Regions from separate parts of the Sus scrofa genome. Here region 1 is linked to region 2. Evidence: chromatin contacts called from public HiChIP or PLAC-seq data. All regions are on one chromosome and are shown on one strand. Each heading gives the region's core, a stretch centred on a gene start, on an enhancer-like site or on the middle of the called end of the contact. The rest is flanking DNA. Distances are from core to core; before and after follow the strand shown. Region 1 has its middle 26 kb from the start of LUM. Region 2 has its middle 110 kb from the start of DCN.

Evidence for each region. HiChIP or PLAC-seq counts read pairs in DNA pulled down with a chosen protein or histone mark.
Region 1: a contact with region 2 is called in an H3K27ac HiChIP or PLAC-seq map of skeletal muscle. The contact joins two enhancer-like sites. A contact is called at or near these places in 1 of 47 Hi-C or Micro-C datasets (embryonic fibroblasts) and 1 of 2 datasets of contacts at active chromatin or transcription factors (skeletal muscle).

What each region holds. Positions count from the first base shown.
Region 1 is chr5:91,719,069-91,725,783 of Sscrofa11.1, forward strand. No RefSeq gene overlaps it. Among named protein-coding and RNA genes, the nearest start is that of LUM, 26 kb to the right of the region's middle. Within about 2 kb of position 2,448, at least 28 of the 83 cell types and tissues checked have an H3K27ac peak or open chromatin away from gene starts, as enhancers often do. A contact at or near this core is called in skeletal muscle, where this site is marked.
Region 2 is chr5:91,562,956-91,569,597 of Sscrofa11.1, forward strand. No RefSeq gene overlaps it. Among named protein-coding and RNA genes, the nearest start is that of DCN, 110 kb to the right of the region's middle. Within about 2 kb of position 2,161, at least 17 of the 83 cell types and tissues checked have an H3K27ac peak or open chromatin away from gene starts, as enhancers often do. A contact at or near this core is called in skeletal muscle, where this site is marked.

The DNA.
Region 1 (6,715 bases), core at 1,198-3,697, 160 kb after region 2:
TAGCTGCAGCAATGCAGGAACCTTAACCCACTGTGTCAGGCTGGGGATCGAACCTGCGTCCCAAGGCTCCCAAGACACCACCTATCCTGTTGCGCCACAGTGGGAACCCCTTGAATTTATCTTTTGAGAAGAGGTGGTTCAACCATTAACACTTTTTTTTTTATCTTTCTAAAAATGCGTACTTATTGTCTTTCTTTTTACTAACACTTTTATTTGTGTGGTTTACATAAGAAGTTAAAAACTGTGAATTTGCCTCTGGTCCTTCGTGGTTGGTTCAGCGTCCTTCATACATTTATGCTGGCCCAGGTTGTATACCGTTTTGTCTTCAGGGCTGTCCCTCTTACCACATCCAAGTGACCCCAAATTTCCAGAACACAGTATTTATGTTCTTTTAATGCATTCCTCTTGCATGACCTTGATCTGGCAATGAAAGTTACTATGTCATTCTCGTCGTATAAATCAGGCATAACCTGGGTGTCTGCTTTTTTCCTGGTTCATTCATTTTACTGAGTCATCCTCAATCCCTTTCTTTTCTTTTTTCTTTTTTCTTCATAATACAATTCTAAGGAACTCCTCATTCCACAGTTTATTGCAAATCCAGGATCTCATTGCCTTAACTTCCAGGCAAACAAAGAGATGTCTGATCCCTTATGTAAACCCCAAATGTATATACAACAGTTTCTCATTCATCCAAAGTTCTAGCAAAGCCTGTTCCAGGACTGCTCCGAAATCCACACTGTTAACTCTTTCCAAGACTTCACTGCCCTTCAGATTCTGCTACTGCTCGCACAGGTGTTACATAGGTTGCTGAGCTGATATTTCATTTCTGACTTTGCTGCTCATTTTTTAATTCTCACATTTATTGCTGAAGAGTTTCTTTCAGGGGTTTTGTTTATGTATCCTTAGTGCACCATCTGTCACAGTTATTTCAAGTCACAGGTCCACGACAGACTGTCAGTTTCACACTACAAAGTATAACAGTGGAAAACACAGAAAAACCAAGACAGGGAAAACACCAAACTTATTACAATCAACTATAAACATCCAGGGATGTAAAACAACCTTCAAGTGGAATTAAATAATTCTGAAGTAAGACAAAGTCCTTGTGTCCCCACCCAGTGCAAGACAGCCAGAGAAAGCCTGGATGAGACATCCCCTGAGAACATGATTCCCAGCCACTAGTTGGCCACTGATAGTCAAAACACCAAGCTCCTTATTCCAACAGGGACAATCAATGAGGGCTAAGTCAATGCTTCCAGGCCTCCACAGACAAGCACAGAAATACTAATCGATTTTAAAATATATGTGAATATCAAAATAATCAGCCCTTCTATCCAGGCCCGACATTTGTGTTAGGAAGCACATATCACTTCATTCATTCAACACATATTTATTAAAGACCTCCTGTGGGTCTGACACTGTCCTCGTGGCTGAGATAGAGCAATGAACAATATCTTACCCTCATGTAGCAGACATTGCTGTGGGAAGAGGCCTTTGAGGGATGACAGATGAAAGGGAGGAAAGAAAAGAAGGCTCAAGGAATCGGAACATGAGACAATGGGACTCGTCATTTTATAAGGGATGGTCTGAAAAAAGACCTTCTGAGAAAGTAACATTTGAGCAGAGATAGAAAGGACAGAAGGAAGAAAGCCCCCAAAGGGAGCCCAAGTTTAGGAAGATGCACGGCAGGCTCCAGGAACAGCAGAGAGGTCAAACGTGCAGAGGTAAAATGAACGAGGAGAGGCAACATGTGGCTTGAGGTCAGAGAAGTAATGGGAACCTAAATTCTGCCGGACTTTTAAGGCAATGTTAAAGACCATTTTCACCCCTTCCCTCCCCGGCAAGACTGGACACTATTTAAGTGTTTTCGGCAAGAGAATGACTTGATTGCACTGCCTGTGAAAGGCAACCTCAGGTTGCACAGACTCCCGAGGGACAGGGAGGGACCCAGGGTGGGATATTGAGGACACGACTGCAATAAGCAAGGGATGAGGATGATGGTTTTGACCCAGACAGCAGCAGAGACGGTGGTGAGACGCGGTTACAATATGGAAGTGTTCTGAAGCTACAGAGGACTAGGAAGCTCAAATGGGTTGTGAGAGAGAAAGAATAGAGACAGAGACGGCTCCAGGAATTTTGGCCTGAACTGCTGGGAGGATGAAGTCACCATTGACTGAGATGGGAAACACTGAGAGGCTGGGGTGGAGGGAGGCTGAAATCAAAATCTGGTTTTGGAAGTGTTCATTCTTTCAAGATGCCTATTCCCATGTGGAGGTATAAAAGAGGCTTTGGATCTAGGAGTCTGAACTTCAGGGGAGAGGGGTGGGCTATAGGCATAAATTTGGGAGATGCCAGAATATCGATTGCTCTTCTTTATCAGGGCCGAAATGCCTTAACTTTATCCAGACTGAGCAGTCATACTGTACATGTTAGTAACACATTTTACAGGGCCAATTCTGGCCTTTTGCAATGTTCTTGTGGTTTCTAAGATAAATAAACATATTATATGTTTCCCGCTGGATGCCTTTGCTAAGATCCTGTCAGTATTTCCAAAACAGTCCTTGCTTAAACAACACCACAAAAAAAAAAAAGAAAGAAAAGAAAGGAAAAAAAAAAAAAGAAAAACTCTTAAGGAGAAAGAATTTTATTGTTTTGAAAACATCCTTGTGTTTTCTCTCATGAGCTTAAAATTATATAAAAACACAGTCTAGTTTCTGTTTCCCTTAAGAGCTCACATTAACAAAAATATAGCTTGGTGCCTGCTTGAATGTGGGTTGATAACTTGCTGGTGGTTTGACAGTTATGAATAAACAGTCCTGTGCCATAAAGAAAGCATATTCCTGAAACTGCAGGAGTCTCAGGGGGCCTCAGGCACTGTACCAGCATATTTAACTAGAAAACCATGGAAACACATATAAATTTCACAGCTGAGATCATTATTTCATGGAATCCTAGCATAGACAATGCTGCTATTGCTTATATTGATCACTAGTTGATGAAGAATCCATGAGGTCACTTGACCTGGCACTGGAAGGTGACAATATGAAACATTTCTCTTGGAATAATTTACTTTTTCTCATCTTTTCACAAAACCAGTTATGTGTGGGTATGCATTTGGGGGTATCTTATTGTAATCTTACTATGCTCACATAAGAGAGAAATGTAAAATTTTAATTAATTTGATCACTCATCCCTATATTTATTTAATTCACATATTTATGGAGGACTCAGAAAGTGAGAGAAACTATGCCAGGTTTGGAGAAAATAAAAACAAAAAAAATATGTATTTTATTTCCTGCAGTCAGTAACAGTGGGATGTGAAGGTGAGATATTATTTTAATAACCTTTAAAAATGAATAAAAATATAACATCTGAGAAGGTGCTGAGAGGAAATGAAAGTCAAAAGTATCACGTCCTGTTCATGATTAAAAATTATAATGTTAAACAAATTTCCTGTGTCTGTCCTTGACTTCAGGAGAAACATCTGGAACACTGTGAGAAATACCAGGCCACCTACAACTCACAAAGCTTTTTCTGAGGCCTAGGAAATGATAAACAAAGCTTATGAGACCAGATGTTCCTGAATGCTATTTTGATTAACATCCTTTTCATACCATCTGGACTGATAGATGGATTTTTTTTTTCCCTTGGTTATTTCTTCCTAGCTTTAGCAACTCTCATTGACAAATATACTAGAAATCTATTTACCTAAGACGAGTGATGACAGAGTTCATAGATTCTGAAAGGGAAGGATAGTGTAGAAATTCAACTACTCAGCAGTGGGCCCTACATTTTAGCCTGGGTGCAAAAGTGGCTGTCACATCCACAAAGCCTACATTTTCTCAGATATGTAGGGTCCTCTTTAAACTCCTTTCTGAGAGAGGATGCCTCAGGTCCTAGGGGGCAAAAGTTGGAAATCAGGTAATAATGTAAACAGTCATCTCATAGGTTGCTGGAACTCCTTGACCTTGGTCCTTTTTCATTCTACAAATAGCAAACTGACTTGAAGTTGCATTGGCTTATTTTTTCACATGGGCAAACATGAATTTTTTCCAGAGTTTCTTTGAGATGTAATTTGACATATAACATTATATAAACTTAAGGCGTACAGTTGACCCTTGAACAATACTAGTCTGAACTGTGCAGGTCGTGGATTTTTTTCAATAAACACATATGGTACTACATGACTGCAGTTGATTGAGTCCAGGGGTGCAGCACCACAGTTTCAGAGGACTAACTAGGACTTGAGCACCCATGGATTTTGGTATCTGTAGGTCCTAGAACTAGTGCTTTGCAGATACCAAGGGACAACATAATGCTGTAAACAACACAATGATTTGATGTTTAGAAAAGGTATATATTTGTGAAATGATTACCACAATAATGTTTGTTTGTTTGTTTGTTTGTATTTGCTTTTTTAGGGCTACACTCACAGCATATGGAGGTTCCCAGGCTAGGGGTCTCATCAGAGCTATAGCTGCCAGCCTACGCCAGAGCCACAGCGACACCAGATCCAAGCCACCTCTGCGAGCTACACCACAGCTCATGGCAACGCCGGATACTTATCACATTGAGCAAGGCCAGGGATCAAACTTGCGACCTCATGGTTCCTAGTCAGATTTGTTTCCACTGCACCATGACGGGAACTCCGCCATAATAATTTTAGTTAATATCCATCAGTTTATAGCCACTCTCTGGAGTTTTGTTCAGTAGCATTAATAACAATAACAACAACGCTTCTTTGCATGACTATGACAGCTTTTGGTTGACAAAAATATTCACTGATACAACTGCATGGTTGTTTTACAACAAGTAATGGAACTAGTGTATATTCTAATAAGAAAAAGAGACAAGGAATAAGTAATTTAAAAGGCTTTGATAGAAAAATGAAAAAAAACATAGACCTACACTGTTGGTGGGAATGTAAATTGGTATAACCACTATGGAAAATAGTAGGCAGGTTCTTCAGAAAACTACATATGAAACTACCATATGATCCAGCAATCCCACTCCTGGGAATATATCCAGACAAAACTATAATTCAAAAAGATATCTTCATCCCCATATTCATAACAGCACTATTCACAAGAGCCAAGACATGGACATAACCTAAACATTCATCAATAGAGGAAGGGATTAAGAAGATGTGGTACATATGTACAATGGAATACTACTCAGTCATAAAAATGGATGGATAAAACTAGAGAGTCTCATGCTAAGTGAAATGAGTCAGAAAGAGAAGGAAAAATACCATGTGATATCACTTAGATGTGGAATCTAAAATATGGCACAAATGAACCTATTTACAAAACAGAAGCAGACTCACAGACATGGAGAACAGACCTGCAGTTGCCAAGGGGGAGGGAGAAGGGAGGGAGATGGACTGGGAGTTTGCGGAGAGTAGATGTAAACTATTACATTTCAAATGGATAAGCAATGAGGTCTTATACCACAGGGAACTACATCCAGTCTCTTGAGATATAACAAGACACACACACACACACACACACAAACACACATATATGACTAAGTCACTCTGCTGTACAGCAGAAATTGGTCCAGCATTATAAATCAACTATGCTTCAATACAAAAAAAATTAAAAGTTAAAAAAAATAAACATAGGCTTAATTCTTAGCTCAGGGACAAGGAGTTGTAATGCTAACAGAATTGGAGGAGAACAAGATCTCTTTTCCTGCTTCATATTCTTACTGGTGTCTCCTCTATCCCTTCACTGGCTTACTCCCTCAATCTCCTTCCCTGTTATGGACTGAATGTTGGTGACATTTCAAAATTATGTTGAAACCCTATCCTCCAAGTATGATATTAGGAGGTGGGCCTTTTCCCCTAAGATTATCAAAAAGTAAGAATGACTCATCTTACCATTTCTAGTAACCATTGTATGGAAGGTACTAGATAATGCAACAGACAAGAAAAATAAATGACATGCATGAAGATTAGAAGGAAGATGTAAAACTATCTCAATTTGAAGATGATGTGGCCATGTCCATAGAAACTACTAGGATAACAATAAAAGATACCTACTAAAATTAATAAGTGAATTTAGGAAGATCACAGAATGCAAGGTTAAAATATAGGAATCAGGTTTGTTCACTAGCAGCAAAAACCTGGATTTTTAAAAATTCTGTTTACTTTAAAAGAACAAAATACATGTTTGAAAACATATGAATAGATTTAACAGGAGAGATGTAAGACATACATATAAAAACAATTAAAATAGAAATTGAAGAAGACTTTGGCAATGGAGACATACAATATACATCATTTGAAGATTTGATATTGTAATATAATTGACCTATAGATTCATCACAATTTCATTCATTATTCTAATAAAACTTTATATAGAAATAGACAAAGTTTACATGAAAATGCAAACAGCTAAACAGACACAAGCTTTTTTTCCAAGAAAAAAAATTGAGGATTTACACTTCTACAAAGTTTTGTGAAGCTACAGTGTGGCATTAACAAAGGGATGAATATAAAGACCAACTGAGCAAAAGATAGATGAGCCCAGAAAGGAGCCCCAACATATACAAATGATTTTCAACAACAGTGACAAGGCAATTCGAATTGCAATAACTGGGTATTGGTATGAAAAATACTGCATATTGACCATTACCTTATACTCTATGTGAAAATTAACTCAAAAGGGCTCATAAATATAATGTAAAACCAATACTATAAAATTTCAAGAAG
Region 2 (6,642 bases), core at 911-3,410:
TCTGAGTTGTTACTCTTAAAATATTTTAGAAATGTGAAATAGCCAGACCAATACTCTATAGGCTTGCTTCCAAAGAAAAGTTACTTATATAGGCTATACATCAGCTAACTCAATCTCCCTTTTTTTGAAACTTTAAAATATATTGTCTTTTCCTTTTTTTTTTTTTAGTGGATTGGTGCTTTTATCTTTTTGTTTCATTTTTTATAGTTTTATTGAAGTATAGTTAATTTATAATGTGATCATGTCTTCTCCGCAACAAAGCAATTCAGTTATGCATATACACACTTCCATTCTTTTTCAGATTCTTATAGGCTGTCACAGAATATTGGGTAGTTTCCTGTGCTATACAGCAAGTCCCCATTGGCCAGTCATTCCATATGACACAATGTGCATATGCCAATCCAAAATCTTGCTGTGTATCAGCTCAAACCTTGACACTCGCTGAATATTTGGGCTCCCATTACTCTACGAATACTTATGGCAACTGTTGGCTGTCATCACAGCATTCTTTCCTTCATTACTTTTATCTTCTATACGGCTCTACTCTTGACAGGGAAAATGTTAGGTACAAAAGGGCATGAGCTATTTATTATACATCTTTGACATGAGCAGAGGTCCAACTGGAAATCATAATACTTCTCCTAAAGATAGGCTTTAATCAAATTACACTGCAGAAAAAATAATTTGGACAAACTACTCTTGAACAACAACAACCAAAAATCCCCCCTAAGAAATAGGGAAAAGGAACACATTAACAAATTATTTGCATTTGTTAATTTGACTACATGCCTTTGTACCCACTGTACAATGAATCTGTAATAACTACTTATTGATTTGTCATGAAGAACTTCTTTCTGATTATGTTTGGCAAAATAAAATTTAGAGTTACCATCTATTACAGGACAGTAGAGTGTCCATTCAAACAAAAGAACTGTGTAAGGATTAACCTTGTTTGAAAATGTCAGTGTAGTGCATACCAGCTTATCATGTGAAAGTGAATAGTTTCCATTATTTTGTAAGGTGTCTTTAACTGGGAGGATGGTGAATTTTGGATCTATGGGTTAAGGTCTGTTCATCTCAAATGTGATACCAAGAAAGGTAGCAAACTGCTTTTCTGATATTACTTACACAGCAAAGATTTTTATGCTGCCTTGTCTCAAATTTAAGTGTTGAGTCACCATCTTCTGAGGTTCCTTCTCAACAAGAACTTGTTAGCAATACAAGGGATACTGAAAACTATAATTTTACTGTAGCTTGAACTTGCCCAGATTAAAGGAGGGACAAAGTTCTGAACAAACTCTCCTCTGGCTAAAATCCAGTACTTTTATGCCAAATACTTTTTTTTTTTTTTTTTTTTTTTTGCCTGTAAAATGAAAAAAAAAGGGGGGGTGTCTTTATAAAGAAAAGTTATTTCATTGAAAAGGATTTTTCATTTATCTTGTCATGATTATGACAAATTTCACTAATCCCACATTTTAAGGTATCTTGACCTCTGAGCCTGTTTTTTTTTTTTTTTTAATTTTCTTTCCTTTATATTAAAAAAAACTCTAAATTAGCTCAAATGAGTAATGATTAAGGAATTTCCTACCACAGCCATAAACGAGTATCAACAAGCAGTCAATGGATGGATGGATAAAATAACATTGGCAGATTCTTTTATTTACAAACATTGAAAAATACAGACATTGTCATTTATCTCTCTGAATATTTATATTCTCGACACAAAATGAAGTCATGGAGACATGCCCATCTGTTTATTTTTTAAAATCCTTGGTGTCAACTGTTTAGAAGTTTCCAGTTCAAACCAGGAATGAAGGCATTCTTGTGGGATGTAGTCAAGTCAAGGAATTCTGTCCAAATCTTTGAAACAAACAAAATTTTTGGCTTATATTTCAGAAAAGTTTAGATAAGTTTTTCATTTTTATAACTTACAAGCAGTCTTTCAACTGATGTGTGCATGTGTGTGTGTGTGTGTGTGTGTGTGTTCGTAGTTCTTAAAATTAGAAGCAAAGTGTTAAGGAGAACCCATATGGTTTGACTGTTGTGAAAACCTGGTTGACGTGAAATGCTACTTAGAAGCTGATGGTTTTGGCTACCAGCATGGGAGGAGGATATTGAGACAGGGTGGATCACTTTTATTTGAGTATCATTTACTGGGACTTGGCTGGGAACCCACACTAGAGAATAGCAGAGTATGCTAGGTTGTTCTCTCTTTGCCTTAGTCTATGCCCCATGCTTCTGTACCCCTTCTGGGACAATTTCTGAAGACCACCTCACCTGGGCTCCCTTGCCAGCTGGCTTCTGCTTAGAATCACCCCATGGGTCCCCGTGTATTAAGATATGAAGGTGAAAAGAGAAAGTTGTACATTTTGCCCCTTCTCCCTCCTTATATCAGCACCTGGTCCCTGGTAATAATTGTATTTTTCTTCCCCAGGGGGAAACCACTCTTGCAATTCCAACTCTTCATGACCTCTGGCAACACTGTTTCTTCCTCTTGTCCTTTTGGTCTTGTGGGTGGAAACAACCTCCCACAGTTTTTAGTCTCTGGGTGCCCTGCCAACCCTGTTTGCTCCTTTTACTGGGCCCACACATAGTCAGGACCCCAATCAATAAAAATTCTTCTTTAAAGGCAGAAGATATGTGCACAGTGTGAGAAGAAAAGGTGGGCTTTGTTCATTGTCTCACTGGTTATGAAAGTAGAATTAATTATTGTCCCTCAGCCAAGTATTCATTGTGGAAATAAAAAGTAATTCATATTTCTTACTGGATAATTTTTGAAAATATATAACATGGAAAAAAGTAAATAGGAAAGAAAATAGTAATTAACTTTATTGATCGATAGTAGCAATGTATTAGCTGTGTCTCTATGAAGTAGGCACTGTCATTGCCCTTGCTTTAAAATATAGGACCAAACTACTGAGAGGTCAAATGACTTGTGTTAGGTTATACAGCTATAGGATGGCAGAGGAAAGATTTGAACTGAGGCAGATTAGTTCCTAGGCCTACCCTTGTAGCCACTGTGCCTTTCTACCTCTTGGAAGGAAACTGGGAGCGGAAGGAATAGCATTTATTAAGTACCTACTATGTGTCAGGAAGTGCTCTAGATGCTTTCACATGGGCTATCTCATATATTGCTCTTTCAGCAGCACTTGACACTGTCATACATTATCTCTTTTGAGAATCATTTTCCTTTCTAGGTTTCTCTGACACTACATGCTATTCTGTTTTCCTCTCACTTTCCTTTGCTAGCTTGTTCTTGTCTATTCAGCCTTTAAATGTGGGAATGTTTTGGAGTTCCCATTGTGTCCAGCCAGTTAAGAACCTAACAAGTATCCAAGAGGATGAGTGTTCGGTCCCGGCCTTGCTCAGTGGTGAAGGATCGGCATTGCCATGAGCTGTGGTGTAGGTCACAGACACGGTTTGGATTTAGTGTTGCTGTGACTGTGGTGTAGGTCGCAGATGTGGCTCCTGCATTGCTATGGCTGTGGCGTAGGCTGGCAGCTGCAGCTACAATTCAACCTCTAGCTCCGGGACTTCCATATGCCACAGGTGCACTAAAAAGAAAAAGAAATGTGGGAATGTTTGGACTTCTCTTCCTGCTTCTATTCTTACTTGTTAAACTCATCTAATTAAGTAACATATGCCAATGATCCACAGATGACTCATATTTTTATTACTAAATTGTCCTCTCTCCTTAATGTTATACCTGTACGTTCATCTGCCTCCTGGACATCTCCCTTTTGATACTTAGTAAGCCTCTCAGCCTTAACATGGCCAACTGAGAATGCTTGGTTCATTTCTTCTTCAACCTGCTTCTCTCTCTGTCATCACCATTTTATGAAATTGCACTGCCATCTATTACAATGATCAAGCTAAAAATCAAGAATTATCCTAGAGTGTTCATGCTTTCCTTTTCCTGATATCTAATTATCAATACATTCTGTCTGCTCCATCTGTGGAGTCCAAGTCCCTTCCTGGGACTACCACTATATTTGCCTCAGTCATTGGGATAACTTCCTAAGTGATCTTCTTATTTCTAATCTTGCTCTCCTTCAAAAATTTCTACATATGGCAGCCAAATAATTATTTTAAGCATATCGTGCCAGTTTACTGCTGAAATCCTTTATTGGCTTCCAAACAAAATGCAGTTTTTATCCAGAAAGAAAACAAATCCAAACAAAATGCAATCTCCTTTGCATGGAATAACCGTACCTAAACTGGTTTCTATTGAGTGAATGGATCCTATAGTAGAAATATTTGGCCTTTATAATATCTCTTCCAGATGGCTCTTAGTATGTCTATTTTTTATTAAAGTAGAAATGGAGGTGCAGAATAACATATTTCTCCCTCCCTTGGGAGGTCTTGAAATCAGTTCTTAAGTGGACTTGACTCATGTAATACATATTAAGCAGCCAATATTTTCTTAATTACTTACAATGTATTAGGCACAATACTCTAGTGTGCACTTTTTCGTGTATTATGTTATTATTTTATAATGAGAAGCTTAAGGTGCTATCATCTTCATTTGATAATTTGAGAAACAAGGCTCAGAGAGTTTAAGTAACTTACTCTAAGTCACAGAGCTGGTTAGTGGGAAAGGGTTGATCTAATACCAGGTCTGTATTCCAAAACCTACTGCCTTACCCATGTGACTTCTCCAAATCCTTGAAAAGATGGTGTGTACATTTTTTTATTCCTACCAATTATATACACACATTTTTCTCTTTCAAAGAATATAAACTATTTTAAACATGTCAGAACTTAATGTTTTTATAAACTTTGTGTTTGTAGATGGAAGGCAGAGACAGCAGTTTTGTTCAAAACCTAGTGACTATTCTCTTTCTCCTTGGTTGGTCCAAAAACAATTATCAAAGAGCACTTAACTGAAAAATACAAGGAAGCAAGTCATTTAGTGTGAATGTTTAAAGGAAGTTTTCTTTTCTTCTTCTTCTTTTTTTTTTTTTTTTGTCTTTTCTAGGGCCGCATCCACGGCATATGGAGGTTCCCAGGCTAGGGGTCTAATCAGAGCTGTAGCCATCAGCCTATGCCAGAGCCACAGTAATGCCAGATCCGAGCTGCGTCTGCGACCTACACACAGCTCATGGCAACTCCGGATCCTTAACCCACTGAGTGAGGCCAGGGATCAAACCAGCAACGTCATGGTTCCTAGCTGGATTCGTTAACCACTCAGCCACAATGGGAACTCCGGAAGTTTTCTTAAATAAACTTTTTAATGATATAGTCTTATTTGACCTTGTAATATATACTTTCTAATCAGGGAATTTTAATTAAAAAATCCATGCCAGAGAAATAGAATCATTTAAATATGTGGTTACAAGATCAATCCTCCTCTTTTTTTTTTTTTTTTGTCTTTTTGGGGTCAATCCTCCTCTTGTAAGGGAAAATATTTTCATATCAAGCATTTTTGGTTCACACTAGGAGGAAAGAATACAAAAATATTATGTTAATACTTAACAATAGATATGCAACATGATCCCCAAATTATACTAAATTGGACATGCTTATATAGGGATTCCATCTTTTTCATCCTGGGAGAGAAACATACTATAAATTCCATTTTGAAAATGACTTTTTAAAATTGCCATAAATTTAGTGTACTACACAACTTGCTGCTTTGACAACGGCGAGCATATTAATATATTTTTCCAAGATCATCTTTTGCAGAGCATTTCCTTTTCACGTCCAAAGAAATCACAAAGGGAATATGTTATCCTGTTTATTCCAACGAAATTATGAATCAAGCTTTATTTTCTTTCTTGCTTTGGAAAACAAATGCCAATAGAAAGCACTACTAGTAAGAAGTCAGGAAATTTGGTCTTCGAAGCAACGCAAATTTAAAACTATGTTCATTGTAACTTGGGCTTCCAAAATGCCACAGTGATCCCTTCACTTATATTCTCTCAGATAACTTTCAACAAGAAGAATTTTTATTTGTTTGCTTTTAGAAATAAAGATCCAGATGCAATGTGAAAATGGGCAAAGATGCAGGCAATGACTCTGACCTTATGGGAATAGTTTTCTTGTATGAGTTATAACATGGTCCTGATGAAGATTCTCAGGAATGCTTCAAAAATGTCTTAAGCAAATAGAAGAACCATTGTATGATATCTCATATGCTGGCTATTATGAAAGACACAAGCTACTTCTAAGTGTATATTCTACTAAAATTATTACTTTTTAAATTACGTTCAATGCTTGATCATTTTTCCTTTTGTCCTTAATGCGATTGTCATTGATTGTACCTCTGGCCTACTTTTCTGCACATCTCAAAGATTTCTTTCATGAGATACATCATAATCAGTAATGATTCATGTGGTTATTTTTGTTTGGATAATTTCTCCTCCCTTCCTCTGATAAACTCTAAAATACATTTGAGAACATTGACTAATGGCAGCTTGGATATGGACCAAGTCCAATTAGATGTTTAAAAATTATAGTGCTTTGCCTATCACATAGAACTGATCTTCTTTCCAAGGAGTACATGCAGCTAAAAAAAATACCCTAAAATTGAAGTTATCTGCTTTCTGGTCCTGTAATCCCTATATAAACGTTACTTAGTCTAACCAACATATCTGCAAGGAATGAGATGAAAACTACTATTAAACATTACTTTTGTAACTC